Regions from separate parts of the Rattus norvegicus genome. Here region 2 is linked to region 1. Evidence: chromatin contacts called from public Hi-C data. All regions are on one chromosome and are shown on one strand. Each heading gives the region's core, a stretch centred on a gene start, on an enhancer-like site or on the middle of the called end of the contact. The rest is flanking DNA. Distances are from core to core; before and after follow the strand shown. Region 1 holds the start of Stxbp5 (syntaxin binding protein 5). Region 2 has its middle 240 kb from the start of Adgb.

What was found. A called contact is a pair of places that touch in the nucleus more often than the background predicts.
Region 2: a Hi-C map of the A7r5 cell line shows a contact between it and region 1, with 2.1 times the contacts expected there. The contact joins the enhancer-like site here to the promoter of Stxbp5 in region 1. A contact is called at or near these places in 2 of 12 Hi-C or Micro-C datasets (the A7r5 cell line and frontal cortex).

Annotation. Positions count from the first base shown.
Region 1 is chr1:6,153,096-6,158,842 of GRCr8, reverse strand. Stxbp5 (syntaxin binding protein 5) reads left to right here and starts at 3,315. Exons shown (of 28, transcript NM_178345.2): 1 at 3,315-4,006; 2 at 5,227-5,324. The coding sequence starts at 3,854. It overlaps LOC134484941 (a long non-coding RNA gene), which reads left to right and starts at 5,336. Exons shown (of 2, transcript XR_010062746.1): 1 at 5,336-5,747.
Region 2 is chr1:6,479,283-6,484,709 of GRCr8, reverse strand. No RefSeq gene overlaps it. Among named protein-coding and RNA genes, the nearest start is that of Adgb, 240 kb to the left of the region's middle. Within about 2 kb of position 1,864, at least 23 of the 93 cell types and tissues checked have an H3K27ac peak or open chromatin away from gene starts, as enhancers often do. A contact at or near this core is called in the A7r5 cell line, where this site is marked.

The sequences.
Region 1 (5,747 bases), core at 2,066-4,565:
GGCGTAGATTTTTATTCACTTTCCAAGAAAGTCTGCCAGTAAAAATAAATAAATAAATAAATAATAATCAATCAATCAAATATTACTTACTCTCACGTTATCTCAATCACCATTGAACAGTTTCTGTTTATGGCCTTCATCCAACTTCCTTCATCAATCTTGTGACCATTACATCTGATAATGAAGACTGGTAGATTCAGAAATGTTATACCATTCTGGATTTTTTTTTTTGAATGGTCTCTCCCTCCCTCTCTCCTCCCCCCCCCATTTGTGAGTGTGTGTGTGTGTGTGTGTGTGTGTGTTCGCGTGTGTGTGTTCGAGTGTGTGTGTGCGCTCGCTTAGATTTCTTTTCACTCCGTATCAAGTAAGGCAGCATTGTTTAGTATCTCCCTGAATCAGCTAAATGCTGCCTACTTATCGATAAGTTGTCAGTGGTCTGCTAGACACAGCACAGTTCATTCTTCAATAAGTAGGTAAGAAAAAGTTTGAGAAAGAGACCATCATTTATCCAAGGACATGAAGCTATTGAACTGCTTGAAGTCGACTTAGTGATTCATTCATCAAGATGAAACAGAACTGTTGCTGAGAAGTTGCCACAGGTGAAATTAGATGTTTTCTGCTAAGAAATTAAACGGAACCATAAACTGCTAACGTTTTACTCGATGCCAAATTTTCATACTGCAAATTTTTTTGCATATATTTCTTAAATTTTCCATCCTAATTTTTTTTTTAAAGCAATCGGTCGAAACTGATTTCTAAGCAGTACCAGGAGAGGCTGGCAAGGTGGTTCAGAGGATAAAGGTGTGTGACAGCGAGTTGGACGACCAAGGTCAATGACATCTTTAGACCCACTTAGTGGAAGACTGAATTATCTCCAGAAGGATGTGCTCTGATTGTTCGGTCTGTGCTCGCTGTATGTGGCACCCACCCCACGCCAAATATACACACAGGGAAATAAACACAGTGTAAAAAAGAAATAAAAGGAGTTTGAGGACACCTCATTTTATGTTTGCTACTATGCTAGTAACTAGTTAAGGGTATTAACTGTTTTTTTTTTAAACTAATTGTATTTCCAGATATGTTCCATTGCCCTATAATATCATTAAACCGATATCCATTCATCTTCAATTCTAGGGCTCTTCTGGATTGATGTTGTGGCCGTGACAGGATCTATTCATAATCTGATGAGATTGATAAGGTATGGAAATCAAAGCAAGAACTGTACAGCAAAATAATAGGGGCCTGGCTTAACTTGGTGAACCCTTAAAGTTCTTTCTCATCTCAAGGTCCTGATGGACTAAGAAATTGAAGAGCAGCAGAAGGCAAAGCAATGGAACACTAACATTTTTGTTCGTTCTATCCTCCCCTCCCCTCAGTTAAGTAATAAATCTCATTTCTACACATGAAGCATATCCCATAATGAATCTGTTTCTGAGGAAAATAAATACATTTGCCCATGTTTACACAGATGGTCAGGACAGGGACTGAAAATCCTGTCAGGCATATTGAAGCCAGGGATCTTCTGCTTCACCACAAGGCCTTTGGACTGAAAACCGTGGTTTCCCTAGAGTTTCTTTTAATAAGTGGTGATGATTTACTCAACAAATTTAATTGATACCTCAGTGGAAAAAAACATGTCATAGAATTCAGGGGTGTTATTTACCTGTTCTGTAGTTTTCTCTGTGGGGCCATTTGGATTTTTAAGAAAGCTATCTAGGTAGTTCAATTTTTTCTTAGTTTTTTTTATTAGATAGTTTATGTATTTAAATTTCAAATGTTATCCCCTTTCCCAGTTTCCCCCTCTCCCATATCTCCTTCCCCTGCTTCTATGAGGATGCTCCCCCTCCCACCCACCCTCTAAAAGCCTCCTTCTACACCCTCGGGAAGATGTTCTCCTCGTGAATCTCTGGATCACTGCCTGCCCATTCAGCATTAGATGGTTATCCCCATTTCCAGGCCTTCCCTGGCTAATTCAATGTCCCTCTTCAGCCCCACGCCCACTCTCCACCATTGAACTTAAACGATTTTACATTGGGTTATGGGAGGTCATTCTCTTGAGACAGGAACCCATTTGTTGAAGACAAGTTTTGCGTTTTTAAGTCCTCTGTGCTCAATACAATGTGTCAAACTAGACAGAACGTATTCCAGAGAATTAAATAAACCAAACGCTTAGAGTCACTTACAAATAATTTAGGAAAGACTTTAAGTTTGGCTTATTACGCCCTCTCCATCCCGTGAATTAACTTCCTACTTCAACAAGTTTTAAACCATAAGACAAAGTTTTAAAAGTTACAACTGAAAGGCATCCTCTTGGTTGACAGAACTTTTAGAGAACTACACTTCCCGAAATGCCCTGCGCCCAAAACCTGATTGGTTTGCTGATTGTTCTTGAAGGCCGGCTCCGCTTGCCCATAGGCCAATGCTGTGAGGAGACTGTCCTGAACGGGAGAAAATAGCCAATAAGAAAGCAAAGGGAGGTGCTTCTGATTTTGGTGCGGAACTAACAAATCTTAGTAGCATTTCTGTCCCCACCCCACTCTCGCGCCCCGGTAGGGGCGGGGTCTTACTAAACCTAAGATTGACTTCTTGCTGTGACCCCCTGGCTACAGAAGGTCTTCCAGCGTTTCCCCCTTCTGATTATCCAGCCCTATCACCTTTGCTTATAGAATGCACTGGCCAGAAGAATTTATTTCTCCGCCCTCAGCATCAATTTCTCTCCGATGCAAACTTGAACCACTCATCTGTCTCTTAGCACTCTGGGAGACAAGTAGGAACACTGGCAGTCAGATCTGAGCAAAAACTTCACCTCCTTCTCCTGCCCGATGAGCTCAGAGAGGCTCCAAGGGGATGTCGATTGGTTAATTAAACTGGCAGGTGGACGGGACTTTGTAACAAGGAGTGGCGGGGAGTGCTGGCTGCCACCCACCCTGCCTGATAAAGGGATTCGGGATGATGGGTGACCAAGGTCGGGTCGCTGGAGTTCTTCCCCTTACGGGACCTATCCCAGTCTATCCTCCACCCGCCAGCCTCATTTTACCTCCAGCAACACCTTCATGAAGGAGGCTGGGCTTCTCTCCCTTTGGGTGTCTATTAGTTGTCATCTTGCCACTGACCTAATCGTTGCCTGGACGCTCCATGGCATGCCCAGATACAAAGCAAACCTGAAAGCACACTGCGGGAGCTGTGAGTGACAGGGCTGGAGGTGCAGGCCGTGGGGCCCGCGGGTCCGCCAGCTGCTGCCCCTGGTCCTCGGCGAAGGATGATTTAAGCCGCCGGCCGGGGGCGGGGGCGGCGGCGCGCATGCGCACCGGGCAGCTCGCTCCGCGGAGGCCCAGCTGCCGCCACCGCCGCGGCGGGCGCTGGAACCGCGGCTCGCCGCCTGCTCTGCCGGGCGTTAAGGGCCGGGGGCCGAGGTTCACGGGAGGCGACAGCGAGCGGCCGGGCGGCCGGGGAGAGAGCGACAAGCGGTGCGGGGACCGATTCCGGGTGTCCGGGCCATGCTGGCCGGGCGGCTGCGCTGAGCAGAGGCCGAGCCCGGGACGCGCCGAGGGACTGCGGGGCTGCGGGTCATGGATGCGGCGGCAGCGGCGCGGGACGGCGGGAGCCCGGCCGCGACCAGGTGAGGAGGCGGCGTCCGGCGCCACTGCAGCCGCGGCGGCCTCGGAGGAAGAGGGCTCGCCGCCGCGCGCCCGCCCGCCGTCGCTGCCCTTCCTGTTGGGATTATCTTCTGCTCCCCGCTGCTTCTTCGCTCCCCGCGGTCGAAGCCGCCTCTAGGCTTCAGCGGCTCGGACTCCTTAGCAGCCGGTGCCTCTGCTACCTGGGCCTCGTAGCTGGGAGACCCTTGGGCGAGACCATGAGGAAATTCAACATCAGGAAGGTGCTGGACGGCCTGACCGCAGGCTCGTCCTCGGCCTCGCAACAGCAGCAACAGCAGCAGCACCCGCCTGGGAACCGGGAGCCCGAGATCCAGGAGACGCTCCAGTCCGAGCACTTCCAACTCTGCAAGGTGAAGGGAGCGCGCAGCTCGGCCAAGCTGTCGTGGGAAGATTGGGGTCGTTTGAGGGGGCCGCTGGGCAGTACCTGGGAGCGCGAGGGCAGAGCGCGCCAAGAGAGCTCATCGCTCTAAGAAAGCGCCCCCCACCCTTGACAGACGTGCCTTGCTGGGGTATTTGGACAGAGATCCCTTATTTATAAGTCGATGTCTTTTCCCTTTTCATAAAAAGCAACCCAAGCATACTCCCTTGCCTTTAATTCCCATCCAGATGCTAGTAGCAATGGTCTGGAAATACTTTTTATATTCGCGCATATTTTATTATCTTCCACTGACGTCGAAATTTTCCAGCAGTGTGATGATGAACGTCGTTTGTGGGCAAGGCAAACCTGTTCAACCAGATCTCTTTTTTTTTTTTTTTTGCGCATCACTTTTTCCTTAGAATGTGTGCGAGCGGCTCACCACCTGAAGTCACAGGATTCTTTTAGCTTGTTTGGTTAGAAACTTAGCGCGGAAGGTTTTGTCTGTGAAATGGCACGATGATTGCCACAAGGTCCTGTATGTAATTCAGAAAGAATGATGCAGCGGATTAGTTCCCAGCTGCTAGGTGAGAAAAGCACACAAGCCTCCCTATCCAGACCTGCCTGCCTCATAGATAACCATGCGGTCCTTCTTACATCGGGGGCTTAAAAGCCTACATTCAATTTTGTTCTTATGTCCTAAAATTATTACGGACTTAATAGATAATTACAGGATTATTTTTCTCACCCATTTCCATCGTTAGAATTGCAAATGTTGGTTTCTTGACTAAATCCTTCCATTAGTTTCATGACAAATTTTCTTTAGAAATCTCTCCCTTTAGCATTCAAATAAAGCCACGATTACCCAAATCGCAATGATTAATCACCCTTCGCAATGATTTTACAAAATTTTGGACCACTACAAACTTGAGTAACGTGGTGTCAAACGGAATAGTATACGCTATTCATAGGAAATTGCCCTCTGTGAAGTTACTAGTGTTGTAGCAAAGCAGGAGTTTAAGTGATTTGTGCTTCTGTTGCTTGTTCCTTAGGATAGAATCCCCCCTCCCCCCAATTCTCCCTTAAAGGTGTAAGTGTATGCTTTGATGTACTGTAGTTGGTTCCAACTCTAACGCGCCTGTGGGCTGTTCTGTTTTCCGATCTTGCCTGCCTGCTGTCTCGGTGGGTTCCTGTGATGTCACTGCCCATCCCCAGACTGTTCGCCATGGATTTCCCTATCAGCCCTCAGCCCTGGCCTTTGATCCCGTTCAGAAGATCCTGGCGGTAGGAACCCAGACTGGTGCTTTAAGGCTGTATCCTTTCTTCTTTTAAAAAGAAAAAAAAATCTGTTCGCTTGCTTCATTTTCCCCAGTCCGTCCATATTGCTTGTTAACCCCATTTTTCCTCTCCAGTCTAGAGAATGAAGTAATCCAATATGTGGTTCAGGCTTTTCTTTAGTATACTTGTGTTCAGGTGGTATGTTGCTTTAAGAATGGCTCCTGGCTCTCAGTAGTACCTAAACATAAGTCAAAACAGCAGTCTAGAGTTTGTTATTGACTCTATAACATATATATATATATGTATATATATATGTATGTATATATACATATGTGTGTGTGTATATATATACATATGTGTGTGTGTGTGTGTGTGTGTGTGTGTATCTCAAACTCTATATGGTTGAGTTGTTTGTAACAGCTACAAGATCCTGAAGGGGGAATGCACGTGCTTGTATT
Region 2 (5,427 bases), core at 615-3,114, 330 kb before region 1:
AGCACTTAAAGGAATACATCTACTTCAATATGCACTTTTAGGGGACATTTAAAGACACTTTGTCTCTCATGTTCACTGACATGTATGTGCTTGTGAGTATGCTCACATCAGTGCAGATGCCTGGGAAGGCAACAAGAGGGTGTCAGATTGCCCTGTGCTGGGGTTACAGGCAGTTGTGAGCAACTGGATAAGGGTACCGGGTTCTGAACTCAGGGATGCTGCAAACACGTTTGACTGATGAGCCAACTCCCTGGCCTCACGAGTCATTAAACAGCAACAAAACAGCGAAGGCTATTTATGATGGCCATGCTTTGCTTCCTTCCAATCTTTTAAAAAGACATATCTTCCTGTCTTTAAGAAAGCTTTAAGTGATTTATAATCAGATTTTTGTCAAGTTGCTGTGCCATGGGAAGTCAAGACTAAGGCACATATGGCTTAGCCTCACAGTGTGTTATTTCTCCTTTCTTGTGTAAGAGTCTGGTATTCCAACAAGACTGTCAGGAGAGGCTATGCTGATAAATTCCTCTGAAGTCTACAAAAAGTAAGGATCTTTCCCTAAAGTTCAGAAGAAATATACTGAATGCAGAATTCAGTACACAGTGGTATTTAGTGTGAGTTTCTGCTTATTTGGAGGCTTAAAATAAGGCCACCTGATTTAAGAAGAAAGAAAGTCTCCTGTGACAGCAGAGGACCCCATACCGAAATAAATTCATAGGAACTGCATCTGAGAAATCCATAGGGTATCATTAAAGAAAAAACCCAGGCAAACTAGCATTCTGACTCTGCGTATAGCCATCCAAATAATCTAACTGTTACGAAGGTGTGGAAATCAGAGAATCACCCGGGAGATATAAAGGTGTCATGGTGAGGAAGGCAAGGGCAGAAGGGACAACACCTCGTCTTACTCAAGCACTGCCCTGCTCCTTTGGCAGTTGTCCTCTTGCGAGCATCTTCGTATCCTGAGGCTTGGTGTCTGGTGATATCGCCACATCCCATCGCTACTCGAGCTGGACTACTGTGGACTCTTATCAGTGCAGAGACTCGGCCTCTGACACCTTAAGACGCAGTCTAGAGGTAATGCTTTCTACGTGCTTCTGGTTCGCCATCGCTCGCGGGTCACAGACTCCCAGTGAGACAAAATGCTGCAGCCTCGCGCCCTAGCATAAAGCTGTGGGAAGAGGTACCGAGGTTTTGATTGACAGCCTTGCTACCTGTGGCACTGTCAAGAGCTGAATGTCGGACATGGGCTCATGGCTTGGCTGTGCTGTCAAGTGTCCCCTTCATTTTGGAGAAGGCCCTTAACCTGCATGTGTCTTACCTTTCTTCATTTGATGAGTGGGAAGTTGTGTTTCCAGAATGCGCCTTTGGAAATGTGCTGTACTTGCTAGTCATTTCCTGAGTATTTATTATGAGGCAGGGGCATTGCTTTAGGCACAGGAGAGACTAGAGTGAGCAAACCAGGGGCAAGAATGATAGCAGTTGACAATTCTTTCCCTCCTTGTACACATTCATTATGCGTGTGCAAAAGGGCCTTTCTGTCAGCATTGGCTCTCTGTACCAATGATAACGAAATATCCAGAGCAAATCACAAGACATCATATTTTTGCTTATTTTTACATGTGTCTCTAGATCTTCTAAACACCAAAGATTCGTGTATACTGCTTTCAATTGTTTTCTTTGTTTTTACAGTTGCTTGGTAGAGAAGTTGTGAGATGCAGATTTCTTGGCATAAGGAAGTCCTTGTGTCTTAGCTCTTTCCAGGCTCTTCCCTAGTGGAAAGAGGATGACGTGCACCCATGATGTGGTCAGCCATGCACTAGAAGACAGCCCAGAGCTCTCCTGCAGGCTGCTCTGGCTCCCTGGCATGCTCAACCTCAGCCATGTGGTCTTCAGACTGCTGAGTCATGCTTCTGACACAAACCTGACGACCACGAACATGCTCACTTGGTTTTTCTTCTTCAGACGCATTGTCTTGGTAACCAGGCAGATGCTATGCTAATGCAGATTGGCAGACTTGAACTCAAACTACAAAAATATGATCTGTCTCATGGAAGACGAGAGACTCCAGAGACTTCAAGGTCATCCTTAGGATTTCTCTCGAGAGGCACGTAGTTAAGTGCTCCAAAGAGATATGTGGTCGTTCAGACAGGACCTCTGGTGACCACTGGGATTTAAGATCAGCACGAGAAACACTTCTTTTCATTTAAAATAAAATCCCTTTGGACTCTTTTCCTAATGTGCTGCCTGAGACTCTGCCAGTTTCTCTTCTTTTGGTGCCAGGAGCTCTGGGTCTGGGCACAGAGAGCTCAGTGGGGCAGAAAAGGCAGAACCTGCCTCTTCTCAAAATCCATCCTGTTCTCAATCTGGCTGCATCTTGCTCCTGAGCCATGAAGCCAGGGTTCACTGGAGGTCACCACAGCTCCTCGGGCTCATTCGGAGTTTTAATGTATTGCTGTGGAAATCATATTTAATCTCCTCTCCTCGGCTGGCTGGATGCTACAATAATATTACCCTGTGTTGCCACAATAGTGATTAAAACACAAGAACACGAAAGTCCTGCTTCCCTGGCTCTCTCTCAGGAAAGCACACGGGAGTCTGCAGGAAGAATGAGCCTTTTTGCAGCACACAGATATTCCCAGAAAGACCATTCCGAAGCCAGTTTATAAGGGCCTATGCATTCACCACTGCCATGTGGAGTGCCAGGGCTGCCAGTCGGTATTTTATTAAGCTTCTCTTCTGTCTGACTCATACTCACAAAATTTCTGACCATGGACTCGGAATTTACTGTAAAGTGAGTCATCCGAACAGAACCAATCAAGACTCTCCAGGCAAATTCAGCTCAGATTTGGAGCTGCTATTTCTATTCTCAAATGGCCTTTCCCTTTAGTATCAGGAAAGACATCAGCAAGACAGGTTCAAGTGAGTCTATTAAAGATGCAGACACGGATAAATCACCTTGAGCGATTCCGCGCCCAAAGCCACAGCCTCCAGCTGGTAAAAACGGGGACATTTGCTTTCCATCAGAAAGGTCACGGTTAGATCTGAGAAGCTGATTTTTTTTTTTTTTTGAGAGTGATGTGCTTAGCATGAGAAGAGCAAAAACATTCCTGACAAAGCAGAATGAAAATGAAGGTTTTATTTTTCCTTTCAGAAGAGCAAGATTCAAATCTAAGTCTGGAGCCAAGAGGTCATTTTGATAGACAGAAGGTTGTGTCCTTCCTCAGGTTCAGCACCTAGACCATTCCTGAGGTGACTTTCACCACTGTCTCACAAGTAGCACAGGAGTTGTGAGCACTCTGGAAGCCAAGCCTTCTTTGAACCTGGACAACTGAATGCGTAGTGTATCTTTTGAAGTGAGCCAGAAAAATATACACTACAGACATGGTGTCGTCAGTACGCAGATCAGCATAGAGGAGATTGGCTATCCCCTTCTGTCTCTAGGACAGTCACAAAGCCATAGCGTGTTTTCTCAACAGGCCATCACCATAAACTCTGGACTAACAGAAATCTTTGGGGCTATATGATCATAGTCAGAGCATGGCTTGTACTGGTGTTCTTGTGACAACATTCAGAGGCAAGGTTAATAAAAAAAAAGTTATTTGTGATTGATAATTCCTATTATATAGATTAAAAGGGGAAGCAGAAAGCAAGTCAAACTCCATGTAATCAAAGAGTGCAGGAGAATCTTTGTTCTTATGATGTAATGCCTTGGCCTTAGCATCGCTTCGATCAGAGTTTTTCTTTTGGGGCAGGAAAGGAAAAAACGAGGAGCTAGATGTGTGACACGGAACCTGAAATCTGAACTCACAGAGAAAGACAATGCTAACAGTTACCTGATCGCTTGTTATCTGAAGGTTAGAGAGTAGACAAAGGTTCTAGGAGATAACCAAGAAATAGTTCCATCTAAAGATAATTGAATCGTGGCAAATATTTTGAACAAAACTAAGAAAAATTCACCCTATTAATGCATCTTCTTCTAATAGCTGAGCAGCTGGGAAAAATTTTGTTTGTTCTTTCCTACAAAAGGAAAGGTGACTTCCCATCCTTCACAAGGGTTCTGTGGTTTTCAAAGTTATGTGTGTGTGAGATGGCCACAAGGGCAGAGTTATTGCATTGTAATGTATTCTGTACACCATATACCTTGACCAAGAACATCTTTCTGTCAAAGGTAATCTAGGAGAGGAAAAAGAACATTTAAGGCAAAGAGCAGGAAATTCCTAAAGAGATGCAACTATGAGAATTCACAGCAAACCTAGGCTTGGCCTGAGAGAACTGATCCTTGTCTTGTCCATGTGGCAGGCTATGGCTCACTGTATCCAATTCCAGAAGCGCACTGTCCCTTGGTAGGTTCTTGTTCCCGTTAGAGAGTGGTACAAGAACTGTAGCCCAGATCACAACTTTATAATGGAAACCAAACTGCTAAAAAAAATCTAAAAGTACCTCTGTATAGAAGTGTGACTGGCCATGGCCAATAGAGATAAGGGAAGGATGAGGGCATTATTAAGGTTTTTAACTGAACAAGTGCTATAAACCAGTTACTATGCAGGAGTTCCTTTATTCACTTTCCCATTGAATGTTCATCATGATAAACACTAGAAAGAAGGAATTTAGGAGTGAGACAGATTTATTTTCACTCACAGTCCTAAAGGTTTTGGTCCATGGTTACTGTGTCAAGATGAGACAAAACATCTTGGCAGATTGACGTTGCTCATTTCATTGCATCAAGGAAAAGAGACAGGGGGTGTGAAGCATCCTGTTACAGCCCATATAGATGGGCCAAGTAACACACAGAGCCACACTCCTGTGAGCTTCCTTCAGCTGGCTTCCACTGTCTCACGTTCTATCACCTCTCAAAGCAGTGACACTAAAATGAGAACCAAAGACTCAAAGTCTATAGGGATGCCTCACATTCAAACCAAGAAAAATGTTCTTCATCATGTGAGGATCAGAACTACTCACATTTCTAGATTTACTACTAGATTCAAAGATTTTAGTTCTAGGTGGCCTTTGGATATGTGCATGCACGCATGTGTGTATGCATGCTCAGCCATTTTGTGCCTACGTGTGTGCGTCCATGCACACGTGTGTGTGTGTGTGTGTGTGTGTGTGTGTGTGTGTGTGCTATTTTGGGAAAAGTACACACAGAGGCCAGAAGAAGACTTTAAGTGTCCTTCTCTTACAGTACCTAGAGCTGAGCTGACAGACAAAACTCTAAGGAACTTCCTGCTTTTGTCTTCCATAGCACTCCTACCTAAGCTCATATCTTCATACTAGGGCAGCAAGTGCTATTACCCACCTTCCTAGGCCCCAATTCCTCATATTCTTTGCATTATTTTTAAAAGAGGTGCCTATGGAATTTAAGTATATATCATTCTCAAGTATTATAAAATACATTGCTAGCTAACTAACATCTTCATCTGTTGTAAA